2 separate regions of the Sus scrofa genome follow, and region 2 is linked to region 1. A link is a contact called in public Hi-C data. All regions are on one chromosome and are shown on one strand. The core of a region is the stretch at or near the end of the contact, and the rest is flanking DNA. Distances in the headings are between cores, read along the strand shown.

Region 1 (7,017 bases), core at 1,548-4,047:
CATAACCTTTTTTCTCTTTGCCACACTGTTAATTCTTAAGGGGAAATAGTATCAGGCTAGAGACATGAATTGGTTGACCTTAGAAACACTGTGATAAAAAATACATACTTATTTTTCAATTCAAAAAATGATGATATGGTTAATAAATCCTCTTGGCTGAAAATGAAGGAAGAAAAATCATTGAGTTCCTAAAGGAATCATTAAGAACCAGGGCAAACTGGTGTGATTGGAAAGTCAAAACGAGACAACAAACTAGTAATAGAGAGCTAATAATAACTACTAATATCTAATAGAAAACTGTTAGATTATTATAACACATACATTATATATGTAAATTACCTATATTCATATTTGTAGGTGTATGTATAATTTTATATAAATATATAATTGTAAAGTATTATAAAAGTTATAATAAAATATAAATTAATATTAACTAAATACTTAATATTAAATATAAATATCATTAAATATATTTAGTAAATATATTAAAAGTCTAAATAAATAAAATTTATAATATAAAGTGTAACAAATAAAAATTTAACATACATATAAGAGCTGTAGCTATTGCTTATTGTTTCATATTGCTTATTGCTTCATCTCTTTCCAAGCATTTTCCTTGATAAATAAATGCAAACACAAACATACATAACTCCACTCAATAAGACTATGAAATAGGCGTTTTAGTCATAGTTTTGTAGATTGGAAAAAACGAAAATTGGCTAGAAAGTGGTAGAATGGAATTTAAACTCAGTGTTATCTGATTCCAAGTATTTCTTTTGTTCTACCTCCCACACGACCATGGATGGCATGACAGATACCAAGGAGAAGGGCCAACTTGGTTGTTAGTACGTTTTGTCTTTAGCCCAAACAGCACATGTGCCCATGAGAGCAAATGAGGAGAAGACGAGAGAAGAAACCCATCTGTTCCATGCAATGGCCCTACCCCTAATTCTACCCTGTCTCCCACCTCAATCATGATCAAGGTGTTCTCATCTTCTTTCAAAGATAAGACACCCAGATCTTCAAGTTCTAGCAACACTAAACAAAGACATACCAAAAAATATACCATCAGAGGACCTATGTACTTGGTGGAGAAGTAAGATAGAATATTTTAAATGACACAATAGTTATAATTGACATTAACATACAATTGTCACCCTGCCCTTGCTCAAATCCTGGCTGAATCCTATTTACCAGTTCAACGGTGTTTGGTGAGTTGTTTCACTTCTCTAGTCCACAAGTTCTCCATACATAAAAGGGCATAGTAAGTCTTATCACACAAGGAGGTGAGGTTCTACTAGGATAATACACGAAAAGTACACTGCTTGGAAAATAGTAAGTGCTTAATATATTTTAGCTCTATTAGTGGCAACAAATGTGTTTATGCGCAGTACCACCTCTTTTGCATTCTAACCCTTAAGGAGCAAACCTAATATTTATGTTCCTGCTGGTATCCTTGGAAGCGGACTTTTACAAACTGTGCCTGATGGGGAGAATGCAATGGAATTTGGTCTTGCACCATTCCTTTCATCTTGGGAAATTAGAGACGCAGGCCAGTCATATCATGTGATGCCCTGCTAGCTGAGCCCGAGTTATTTATTCTCATCGATGGAATCTGCAGTCTGTACCACCTCCACTGCTGACCCTCTCTGACACTGTTTTAAGTGCCTATCCTTGACATAGTGTTGTAAGGAGGATAATTCTCTAATGAATCTCCTCTCATTTCTGGTAATAAAACACATTGGATAAACACAACACAGAGCTTCTTCACACCCGGGCCTTTCTGACTGGAATGTGTTCATCATAGTTTTATTTTAGGAAGGCTTTTTTTCTAAACTTTCATTTCACTCTCTCCAGTCATTGTGCTATCTTTATTAGTTTAATCTAGCAGGTAGGAAGTTTTTGTTACAAAGGAGAAATGCCAAGCTACTGATTTAAATAACCGATAAAGACATGTAATTGTCTTGGGCAGAGCAAGAATCTAGAGGTCAGTGTTCCCAGCACTGGCTCAAGGCTAACTGTTGCCATAAAGACCCAGTTGGCTTCTATTCTTCCTCCCTGTTATTCATCGCATATGTTATTCTCAATCTCAAGACACTGGAGCTGTATCAAAAGTACATGAGATAGGAGTTCCCTCTGTGGTACTGTGGGTTAAGGATCTGGTGTTGTCACAGCTGACGTGTAGGTCACAGCTACGACTCATATTCAATTCCTGGCCCAGGAACTTCCATATGCTGTGAGTGCAGCCATAAAAGAAAAAAGTACATAAGACATGTAAATTAACCAATACTGTTGACTACTGCTGAATAAATATATAGTCAAAATGAAAAGGATAAGTACGAAGATTAGAGAAGCCCTTCTCTAGCAGAAGAAAGCAAGCATGTCTTGGAAAAAGCAATTTAACTTTTCTAGGCCTCACTTGCTTCGCTGCAAAATGAGTACAAATGTTCCCAAATCACCCTTAAAAGCCTCACTTGGCACCTGTCACATTGCAGACATTTAATAAAAGAATAAAATAAACATGCACTGAATGTGGGAAGAAATATAGTTAAATAAGTGCATTTTAGTTATTTAGTCTTATAGGCTTGACTATAACTGGACATTCTTAGCTTTTCATAGGAAGTTTAAATTAATGGCATTTCCAAAGGGAAAAAGAGTAGGATTTGCCTGAAGCCATCAGAGATATTTGCCCTTCCTGTGTCCCAGTGGGGATTGGCCGATCCAGGCATGCCTATGTGTGAATAAGCCTTAGCGTGGTTGATTAGTCTCCAGGTCACTTAAATCCGTCTGAAAGGTAGAGCCAGACAGCTGAGTCATTCTCTAACAATTGCCAACTGGTGAGAGCTTTCCAAAGCCAGACAATCCCCCTGCGTGGTCATCTTTCTCTCACTCGCTCTTTTTATTCCTCCAAGATCGTCAGAAAGCATATGCATTATTTTCCACCTATTGTGTCATAAAACAGTGATTCAAAAGCCTGGGAAGGTGAGTGATTTCCTGGAAAAGGAAACTTTAAGGTAGAGGCTGGAACCAAGACCCATTATGGGTAGAGGTGCTAAAAGGAACAGGCTGGAAAGCAGACCAATAATAACCAAAGGAGTTCACGGTTATTGCTGGGTTTGTTGTCATGTACATGAGAACGAAAGAGAACAACTGACTCCACAGTTTGAGGCCAAACTGCACCAAGGGCAGAATCACGCTTGCATTTGCTCGAATTTCCTCACGCACAATTCCCTCCCTTGTGGGCCTCCTTATCTTTCCTTGGAGATGAGTGTAGGTTCGCTTTCCCCAGGGCTCAGCCAGAAAAGCCAGCTGCCAGAAATGTTCTGGCTGATAGTCTTTCTGGCACTACTCTGCTACTGACTTGGGTCTGTGAGATCTGGAGGAGGAAGAACAGAGCACCCGTGTTGTGAAAAGCCAGGCTACAAACACTGCTGAAAACCAGCTACCACTCATAATGCTCAAGCCCTGTATTAGCGTTAATTAGATTTCTATGCGGTAATATTTGTCTACTGGTAACTGTAACTTCACTTGCGTGTCTTTGCTGTTATACTGTTGACCAGAAGTATTATTTTTAATAGTGCTCTTCTTCAGGATTTATGAAAAGGTGGCCAGTCGGGGACTTGCTATTGATAGCAAAAGAGTGCTGCTGTGTCTAATTTAGCTAATGCCCATAAGACATCATGAAGGCCAATAGATCACTTACTTTATCTAGACCATAGCAGAACTTAATCTGAACAACTAGATTTTCTAGTTATATTAAAGAAAATAAAATAGTTTCATTGGAGGTTTAAAGAGATGATGGAAATTATTTTGAATATTGGCAGACTTGAGAAGGGAAATGGAAGTTTTCTAAAATGAACTACTGTAAGGCGTTAACCATAATTCAGTATTTACTTGCAGACTTTCAGAACATTAACTCACTGTTCATTTTATGTGATGACTTGTTAATATTATATGAAATAACAAATTGGCATTGTAACTAAACAGAGACTCTGGGCAGTTATCATAAAAAGAATGATGGGAATCTAAGCAAGGGAGGTAGGTTTTCACTGACAAGTGGATTCTTCGGCACAATGTGAAATTAGCCACTACCAGTTTCTGGTGAGAGACACGTCAGTCTCAATTTTAAATGTCATCATTATACAAATCTTATTTCTTCTAATTGTGGGTGAGATTTAATTTGTTTAGAATGAGAGCCTATTATGTCACGCTGTTATTTTTAAAAGCTTAGGAATTTCACACTTACCCAAATGAAGGACGGATGTGTGGCTGTACAACCATTCCAGTGATGGCAAAGCCATTCCAACAGCATTCTTCACGTGCTTGAAGCTGACGGCGTGCCCAGACAAATGTTCCACTGTTCCCTCTTTCCTGAAGTTTCTGAATCCCTTATGCTCTGGTGTCAAAGACTAGCTGAGCTCCCTCCCACCCTGCAAAAAATAAAATAAAGTAAAATCCATAGAAAATACCGTGGATGTTTCTATGGATGTAGTGCTGGAGTCAGGAAGGCATATTAATGAGTGGAACTGTAAACAGGAGCTGAAGTCATTTGTTTCAAATGGCAGTCAGAGTACCTCTTAAAACCCTCCACTGGGGTGAGCAGGGGATAATTTGACCTAGGACTCATTTAAGAGGCTTCAAATTTAGATTTTTATTATTATTACCCAATGATGTTCCATCTTGTTTTGAACTGAAGTGTATCTTGCCCTCCAAATTTATACATCGAAATCCTAATCCCCAGTGTGACAGCATATGGAGGCAGGGCCTTTAAGGAGGTAATTAAAGTTAAATGTGGTTATGAGGATGGGGCCCTAATCCCATGGGACTAAGGTCCTTATAAGAAAAGGAAGGGACACCAGCTCTGCGCCCACTGAGGAAAGGCCGTGTGAGGATGTAGCAAGAAGGCAAGCAGGAAAGAGAGGACTCATCCAGAAACCCACCCTGCTGGCATCTTAGTCTTGGACTCCCAGGCTTCAGAATCATAAGAAAATACATTTCTGTTGTTTAAGTCACTCTGTGGTCTTCTGTTATGGCAGCATAAGCAGACTAATATCTACCTGCAGTCACAGAAGACAGCCAGACATATTAAAGGAAGATGCTTGTCATTCTTCAGATGCTTGTCCATTTATGAAACTGCCTGGCCTGAGTCAATAATGACAACAGCAGCAACTTATTAAACTCTTTGACTTGATGGGTACTGGTTTTTTTTAAGTATTTTAATTTCATGAAGTAAGTTATATTATTACTTCTGTTTTACAGAGAAGAGAAGGGGTCAAAGACAGTATAAATAACCCAAAATCAAATAACATACCCTGAATGCTATGTTAAAGTGAGCTACAGAATAACATGTTTATAAATCCTATTATGATCTGGGGAAAAGCACAAGTGTATCACTGTGCAGTGTGTTTAAAAGTATTTCTTTAATACATGTGAAAACTTTAAACTTTCCACAATTTAATAAAGCTTTTTGGTCATAAATTTTATAATGTATTGGAAGTCTCAAAAAAGATGAAAGGATATTCCTAGAAAAACCACCATAGAAACATACTGAGTTGTATTTATTTTGTCCATTTTTCTAAACACAGAGGAAATTGCTTGTATTTGAAAACAATTGTGAGATTACATCATTAAAGGATTATTTTTGTTAATCTTTAATAAAGAAGATAATCACTTTTTGGTTTATTTGCTGGCTTTTATATATCTTTGCTTTAAAGTTGAGTGCCAAAAATTTTCTTTTGAATCTCACAATGGGTTTAGTGGCCAACATATTTCCAGGAGGTAGAAAAGCTACTATAAGCTTATTTTTAACTTGTCAGCAAGTAAAAATCTAACTAACGTTGAGCTTTCTCTGACAGCACTTGCTTGGAAGGTTCCATAGCTTTGATTAATATTTAAACACTAGGGCTTTCAAAGCAAATTTACAATTTGAAATTACTAAAGCTACAATAGATACAGCAGCATGTTACTTCTTTATTTTCTATGTGAGATAAAAAGAACAGCCATTAGGAATAAGTAAGTATAGGGCAGAGGAATTTTGTTCTCAGTTTGTTTTTTCCAACGACCATTAGAAATTTGCACTATGAAAAATAACAGTATGGGGGTTTTGTTTACTAGCTCTAAAGCTAGCCTGTATTTGAATGCTGGCTGCACCATGGGCTATCTCTGTCAGATTAGACAAGATACTTCTTCTTTCAGCTTCTCAGTCTCCCTATCTGTAAAATGGGAATTTTATGCACTTTAAATGAATCACAACATATATAGTGCAAAGTACAGTGCTTAGCATACAATAAGTGTTCCATATATGCTAGTGATTAATATTTCCTATAAATATAGTATTTAAATAAAGCCATTTCTATGATATCCATCCATTCACTCAACTAACATTCATTCACTCAATAAATATTTATTATGTCTATGCCATGGCCAGGAATTAGTTGTAAAGAGTTAAATAATTCAAAGGACCTGTTTTCTAGGATCCGGCATTATAGTGGAGCAAACCGACACATAAATTGTTGATAGGTACTGTCTACAGAGCCATCTATTAGGATATAGAACCGGGAAATTGAAACAAGTTCTGGAAAGCGCTTTCTGGAAGGGGTATGCTGGAGCTAAGTTTTGCAACTTTGATGACTCAGAATTAGTTAGAAGACGATATGGAGACATCCATTTCTGATGGATGAAACAGCATGGCAAAGATTGAATAGCCTGAGGAATTGGGGAAACTAAACATAGCTGTGCTTAGCTTATGAAATGTACATAAGTGGCCCATGAGGAAAACAAGCTGAGAATGAAAGACTGATCCTACAACTTCTCACAATTCCTAATTTCCTAGAGGTGGTCCTTTTCTTCTGGAACCAAAAATTCAGTTCTGGCTATGAGGGAGAAAAGAAAAGCCATGATAACCCTTTTCCCTAGTTGTCCAAATTGGTCAACACTCCTATAAAGAATGAGGTCAAAATTTAAGGGATATGGTTAATTGGACATGATCCAAAATATACTAACGTTGGAGTAAACCAA
Region 2 (7,017 bases), core at 3,334-5,833, 82 kb after region 1:
GACCTAATAAGCCTCCGCAGTCAGATTCTTAAGCCACCGCACCACAGCAGGGGGTCTTTGGTTTTACTTATTTGAGAGAAGAGAAACTGAGGCTTCAGGCAGTTAGTGATTTCCATGATAACACTGGAGTGGCTTGAAGTACCATCTTAGTCCAAGTTCAGGGCTTTTGCAATTATACAAAATTTAACATAGTATATTTGTTCTCATAAAAAGAGTCAGTCTCAAAAACTGTCTTTGTGTTTCTAAAGAATGCAATTTTATTTTTCTAATATATTAATAGATTGTAAGACTTGTACATATATATGTGTGTGTGTATATATGTATATGTATAGTGTATTGGGAAGTTTTTTTTGTGTGTGTGTATAAATATATATATATAAATATATATACACACATTCCAATTCAGAATCATATATACTCATTCAGCTGTTTGTATTTTAAGGTTAAAATGGCACTTCTCTCCTCATCAGTACTTCAGTCAGATATAGAAGGTTTAGTAATATTTTCTATGGTGCTTGTGACCAGGTTCAAATAAGTCCCTGGGTAGATCTTTCGTCTCTTCTTAAAATAACTTATGTCATTACATTGCCCCCCTACCTGTTAAAGAGGCATTTCCCTCACTTATTCTTCCCAGTGCTGTTGGAGAATGTTTGCTTCAAGTTTTTTGCCAGCTTCCCTTTGGAATAGAGAACCACTGCTTAACAAATGGCAGGTTCATGTAAGAGGAAATCTCCATGGTTTAACGTGCTTTTGTTTCCTGTCAGTATGTACCTTCTGTTTTTGTTCACGCATAATCATCTTGTAACCCTCATGGAAAGTCAAAGAAACTGAAGCTTGGGGGAATGGATATTTAAGCAACTATTTCCATGCTGACTTCCCCATTCTTGGCCCCCAGAGCTTCCCATGAGACAAGGGACTCTAGTTGGTACCTATGGCTGATATATGCAGAAAGCTGGATATAAAACAAGGCAGCAAAGTGCCCTCTAAAATCAACATATGATCAAAAAATCCTCTTCATCACTTGGATGAAGACTTTCTTCTGGAGAGAATCTGATTTCGAAGTAGTGAAAAACTTTGCATACATCTAAACTGTTATTTTTACCAAATGAATGTATAATTACTTACCTATGTGTCTCTATTAGACTGAGAGCAGGTTCATCACAGACCTGCTACCTGTTTTGTGCTTTCTACAAATGTCTGTTGGATGAATGGATGGACCACATACGGTAGCAGGTGTTTCACAATCAGAAGGGTATTCATTTCAGTGTCACCGAATCACATAAACTGAGCCACATGCACAGAAAGGGTGTCACACATTAGGGCAGGGAGTATTTTGTACTCCCTGCCCTAATGTGTGACACCACTTCTCCACACTCTGTTAACCACGGGTTTCCTTAAGGTGGTTCTCATCTTAGGAGACAGAATGCATGTCTCTCTACCTGCTGGAGGAGCTTGTTCATGAAATCCACAGGTGTTTTTTTTTGAATATTTACTAGAAGAATAGAAAAATAAGACCATTTCAATTCTTTGATGCCCTTAGATCTAGTCCAGAGAGAAAGATGAAAATAGCTACTATCGCTTTGAGGGAGAACTAAGTCAACATGACATGATCAGAAGAGGAGAGAGAAGAAGTCATGGATGTCACCTTACCATAGTGGAGTTGGAATCTGCCACCTGCTACCAGGTACCTGGGGCAATAAGGGTTGGGAAGAAAGGGGAAAATAAATACATACCCAAGAGGAGATCATTGAACACTTTCCTAAGGATATAGACTATAGGAGGATTTTCCTTGGAAGTTATTCCTGGATAAATTTCATATTTGGGGTGTTTACAAGCCACCTTAAATACTTATTTTGCCCATCTTAAAATTCTGAATTCACGAGGGTGATCAGGAACTACTGAGTCACTTCCAAACAACAGGGTATGGAAATGGACAAATAAATCTATAGTGGAAGAAACTTCGCACACAATACCTTAAACAGTGATGACTTTAGCATCAGTGATATCGTGCTGATATCTCAGACCACCTGATAGGATGTGATGAGAATGACACTCCACCTCCACGGTGTTCTTTCCCCCAACCCATAATTAGAGTCGAATCTGGAGTCCAGTCTGAGACAACATCAACCAAACCCAAACCGAGAGACAAAACACCTGACCATGGCTCATTCAACACTCTCAGGGTCATGAAAAATGTATAAGACTGAGGAATGGTCACAGAACATAGGACATATGATGGCTAAAGGCAACACAGTACCTTAGATGGAATCTTGAAACAGGAAAAGGACATTAGTGGGAAAACTGACAAAATAGGAATAAAGTCTGGAGTTTTGTTAATAGCAATGTAACAGTGTTGTTTTCTTCCTTTTGATAAATGCTCCAAGGTCATGTAAAATGTTAACATTAGGGGAAACAGGCTACATTTAGTATGATGTCATTTTCCTATGTTTTGAAGGCTGGGACTGTGTGATGTAATGATAATAGTATTAGCAATGACAACAACTAAAATTTCTAAAGCACCTTTATAAATACTGATTTATGATTCTATATATTATAAGGCTGGTAGAACAAGTATTTTTATGTCCATTTCATAGAAGAGTGAATGGTGGCTTGACGCTGAACTTACCCAGAATCAAAATTTTCAGTGCCTTGGGTTTAAACTGCAATCTGATGAATCCAAATCCAATGTTATTTTTCACTTTCACAAAGTATTAGAAAGCCAAGGTACATATGTACGTATAGATAGGGAACTGGACAGGAAACTGGAGGCAGGAGCTGGGGGGGAACGCTAAAATATTTGAGAAGGCAAACTTCAACTGAAGCAAAAATTCCATTGAAGATCTACATCCTAAGAATAAACTGATTTTCTGGTGTTTGAAGCTCACAGATTTGCTCTTTGTTTCTCTAGTTCTCTTTTCTTATGTGCTAGTGATAGTTTTCCTATAAAAATAAAGTAATCTAATTATCACAGTTTTGTGAGTTTGCAAAATCATTATCCTCTGGAGCCCCTGAACCACATTTACTATCCTTTTGCTTCCTCTGACCCCACCATTACACATTTCTAAAGCTGACTCATGGGTCATATGCCTAATAAATTTGTGCCAGTGATTCTGTTCACACCTTTAGTCCAATATTTTCCATACTTAAATTTCCTTGTCCTGATTTCAGTAGTTGCACAAATTGTCTTTAATAGGGAGTGCATCCACATGACATTGTTTTCTTATAATTAGAAAGAGCAATAGTGTTATATACAAATTCTGTACATCTGCAACCAAGCCCTCTCCCTTTCTCAGTCTTATTACATTTCCTGGAGCATAAATCAGAAAGCAAAATCTGTACAGGGTTCCATTTTGCCATTACACAAAAATGTATTCTTAAAGATGAAGTAATTATATTGTTATCTCAGATCAAGATTTCAAAGGAAGCACCTCACCTGGATCCCTATGTACACTTACACATACAAAAGTGGAAGTTTAAAAGCAGGTAGATGAGTATTTGCCCTAAAATGTGGTCTCCTGTGTTGATTCTGCAGCTTGAGGAGCTATTCCTATGCTTTGCTGCCACCTTGACAAACCAGAAGGATTTACAACGGAATTCTGCACCCAGAGGGCTGGAAACAGCGTTCCCATTGACTCGGTGGGCTGGCCTGGCTCAGAGATGCCTTTTAAATGGCTATTATGTAGCAGAGAGAAATTAGAACATCATCTATCCGGTGGATTTTCTCTATTTAGACATTTTCTCTATTTAAAATAACTCAATTTCTGCAAGATTCAAGTGAATGATTTTTAAAGGCTCCGTCTTTCTTTCTTTAGTCCGAAATGGAGAGGGAGAAAGAAGGAATCCTTGGAAGACTTCTGCTTTTGCGCTCTGGGCACTGTTCTCGCTCTTTTGGGTGTGACGGTGACAGCAGAGGAGCCCTGCTGTCAGTTTTCTCCTGTCTTAGCTTTCCTTCTGCGTCTGAGAGATGACTCGCTGCCTCCAACTCCAGTTAACTTCTTGGGAGTCCAGAGACTTGGTCGAAGATATTTACAAAATGCAAAGCATCTGGGTGGCCAAGGCGCTATTTTTTTTTTTTTTTAAACAGCTTCCAAAGAAACTGGGGAAATATTGCTGATTAAAATCCAGGGGCTTAAAGCTGACCTGATGCTTTCAACGTTGGGACTCAGATATATTTTCTGCATCGTCATTCTTGTTTGTCTTTAACCTGTTTATTTCCGTTCTAAGGCTCTCGCTCTCTCCCCCCCCCACCTCCACCCCCTTCCATACCCTCCACGTCTACCTCCTCTTTCACATCTTAATATCCCTCGCCCTCCATCTTCCGTTTTTTAAATCTTATTTGAATATGTGGTCCTTTGGCTTCTGCAGACATGGGGTGGGTGGGTGGCTGGGAGGCAACTTTCCTTGCGGTTTCATTTAAATTTGGCGTGAGTGGGTGGGTGCCTTCCACAATTCGTCTTGCACACGCAAAACAATTACAAGCTAGAGTTAGAATGAGCAGAGAGTTCCATGACTTCAAAGCACCCTCTAGGAAAGGAAATAATCCAGGGGTCCGGAGGGGCAGGGGAGGGAAAAGGAAAAAAAAAAAAAAAAGGAATAAAACCTAACTTCGCTGGCAACTCCAATAAATGTGGTAACTGTAGGCAAAAAATAGATTCCGAAGGCTGGGTCTGGTCCGGATGAAACGCTAGGGCTCCTTCCCATGCCGGAGTCTGGCGCTGGAAGCCTGCCACTGGCGTCTTGCCACGCGAGTGCCCCCAGACAGCAACACACCCACTGGAAACGCACGTGAACAAAGCTCTCGCCCCGGGAGCCGCCGCCTGCGGTTTCCTAGTCGATTACAGCTTCTCCAGGGAGTGCAGGGCGCACACAGGGTTAAGTCAGTTCCCTCCCCGGTAGGAGGGAGAGGCGGGGGAGGGGAAAAGCAGCTTACTGTCTCAGGGTGGGTACCTTGTAGTTAGTTGTACGTTCGAAACCTGTCGCCGTCACTTGTGAGTTTGGCATCTTCCACCGTCTCCTCAGAGGAACGAGGAGGGCTCGGAGATAACACCAGTGGCTGCAATCTCGGCGCTAGAAGCTCCGCGACTCCCGCCCCGGGTGCGTCTCTGGCCTTCGGCCCCCTGTGTCAAGGAGCAGGGAGGGAGCTCTGCGCCCGCCGCCTTGTCCACTAAGCCCCGGGATCAGGTTGGCAGTTTTCAACGATGGGCAAGAGGGACCTTGGCGGCGACCCCTAAAATAATACCATGCCCCGGGAGCCCCGCTACTGCCGAGCCAGCTTCTTCCCTTTCCACCTCCCCGACCCTGTCGGATTCGGATGAGCCCACTGAGAGGAGCCGCGCTCGCCAGGTAAAAAGGGGCTGAGGTACCAGGTGGAGTTTCCAGGAACCGCCCTGGCTGCCGCTCAGCGAGCACCACGCGGTTTTTTAAGGGGGATTTTTTTTTAAAATCAGGTCGTTGGGGGTGGAAGGATAGGCTTTATCTTACATCCAGGGGAAAAAAAAAAAGAAAAAAAAGACTGCTTAACCTCCCTCGATTTGGAGGAAGTCATTTGCAAGCCGAATATACCTCTTCTAAGGAGTTTTGTAACTGAGCTCTGGGTCAAAATGCAAATTAGCTAGCCCCCTGGAACATCGATCCTAAATTGGGGTTTCTAGATACACTAAGCTTGCCTGAATCCAACGTCTCAATCTCCCAGAATGAGTAACTTCTACGAGTAGCAATCCCCTCCTGCGCCCACTCCATCTGCTGTTAATGTCACCAGCGTTATTGTCAAGCAGTTGCGTCTAAAGCCCTCAGCCCGCCCCCTGCCCGCAAGCTGGGGTCCATTAGTGGCTAAGAAGATGCAGCGGGTGCCGGTTCGTTTTCCTTCGAGTAGGGGAAGGGGTTATTTCTCCCTAGACCAAGTCTTTCTCCAGTCCTGCTGTTCTTTAGTGGCCTGGCACTAAGCTCCTACCAGCGCGTCTTCTAAGCGCCCCAGCGGTGACTGCTGGAGAAACCCACCAGGCTGAACTGGGGTTGCGTTCTGCGCTCCGCGAGCATGGGATGCAGGAGGGGGCGGATTACGCCGTCCAGCAGTAAGTGTAGGAGCTAGGCCACAGCGAGGAGCGCAGGAGCCTCGCCTCGTCAGCTGCCACCGCGTCCCAGCGAGGGCTCTGAGATGCCTGGAAAAATCCCTCTGCCACGCTGATCGTTTCGGGTCTTGTCCCCGCGATTTCAGCGCCAGCGCGATCACTTCTGTTTTGTAATCAAGCCCAAGATCTAGTTGAGGTCGGGGCACTAATCAGGGAAAGGGAACATCAGGGAACAGAGGGACTGGGGCGGGTTTAACCCGCACTCGATGCCAGGGAAACTCCTGGAGCTCTTGGGGCTCCTGCCACGGCAGCTGCTGGTGGAGAAGGAGGGCACCGCTGCTGTCGTCGCTGGCGCTTTGCTCTTGGAACCTCCCATCAAGATGGCATTCACAGTCTGTCCCGGTCCAATTAACTCCCCCAACCTTCCGCCGCCTCCTCTGGATATTTATTAGTCACACGCTACATGTGGGGAGAAGAGCGGCATGTTACCTTTAAGTCAAAGCATTTCCCCAGCAAGCTTCTCAAAATGCAACAGGAACAGCGACCGGTGGGCACGACCCCAGGGGCGCGTAGGCGCCTGTGTGCACGCGTGTGCCAGCGTGCGTCTCGGGCTTGCGTCTGGGTGGATCCATGCGTGTTTTGTGCTCGGGAGGCAAATTGGGCATTTCTCCAAGTCTGCTTAACGCGTCTTAGGCGCTCAAAAACGTGAAGGCGATAGACACAACAGGGATGCGAAGGAAATAAAAACAATTAGGAAAGTGGCGCCAAGTGACTCAGACTTTAAACTGAGGACAGGGAAATTATCCCTAGCCAGTTGTGGACACCGCCCCTGCCTTACTATTCTGCTGCGATAGCCGAGTGGATCCTTAGGGAGTTGGTCCTGAGCTAGTTTCAAGCTCTCGGGTTGCTTCCCGCATGGCCCCACCGACGGCGCTTCTCAGCGCAGCGC

The links. Hi-C and Micro-C count contacts between places; a contact is called where the count stands out from the background.
Region 2: a Hi-C map of skeletal muscle shows a contact between it and region 1, with 4 times the contacts expected there. The contact joins the promoter of FLRT2 here to the enhancer-like site in region 1. A contact is called at or near these places in 3 of 47 Hi-C or Micro-C datasets (embryonic fibroblasts, liver and skeletal muscle) and 1 of 2 datasets of contacts at active chromatin or transcription factors (skeletal muscle).

The regions. Positions count from the first base shown.
Region 1 is chr7:107,727,629-107,734,645 of Sscrofa11.1, forward strand. No RefSeq gene overlaps it. Among named protein-coding and RNA genes, the nearest start is that of FLRT2, 81 kb to the right of the region's middle. Within about 2 kb of position 2,798, at least 18 of the 83 cell types and tissues checked have an H3K27ac peak or open chromatin away from gene starts, as enhancers often do. A contact at or near this core is called in skeletal muscle, where this site is marked.
Region 2 is chr7:107,807,771-107,814,787 of Sscrofa11.1, forward strand. It overlaps FLRT2 (leucine-rich repeat transmembrane protein FLRT2), which reads left to right and starts at 4,584. Exons shown (of 2, transcript XM_021099587.1): 1 at 4,584-5,343.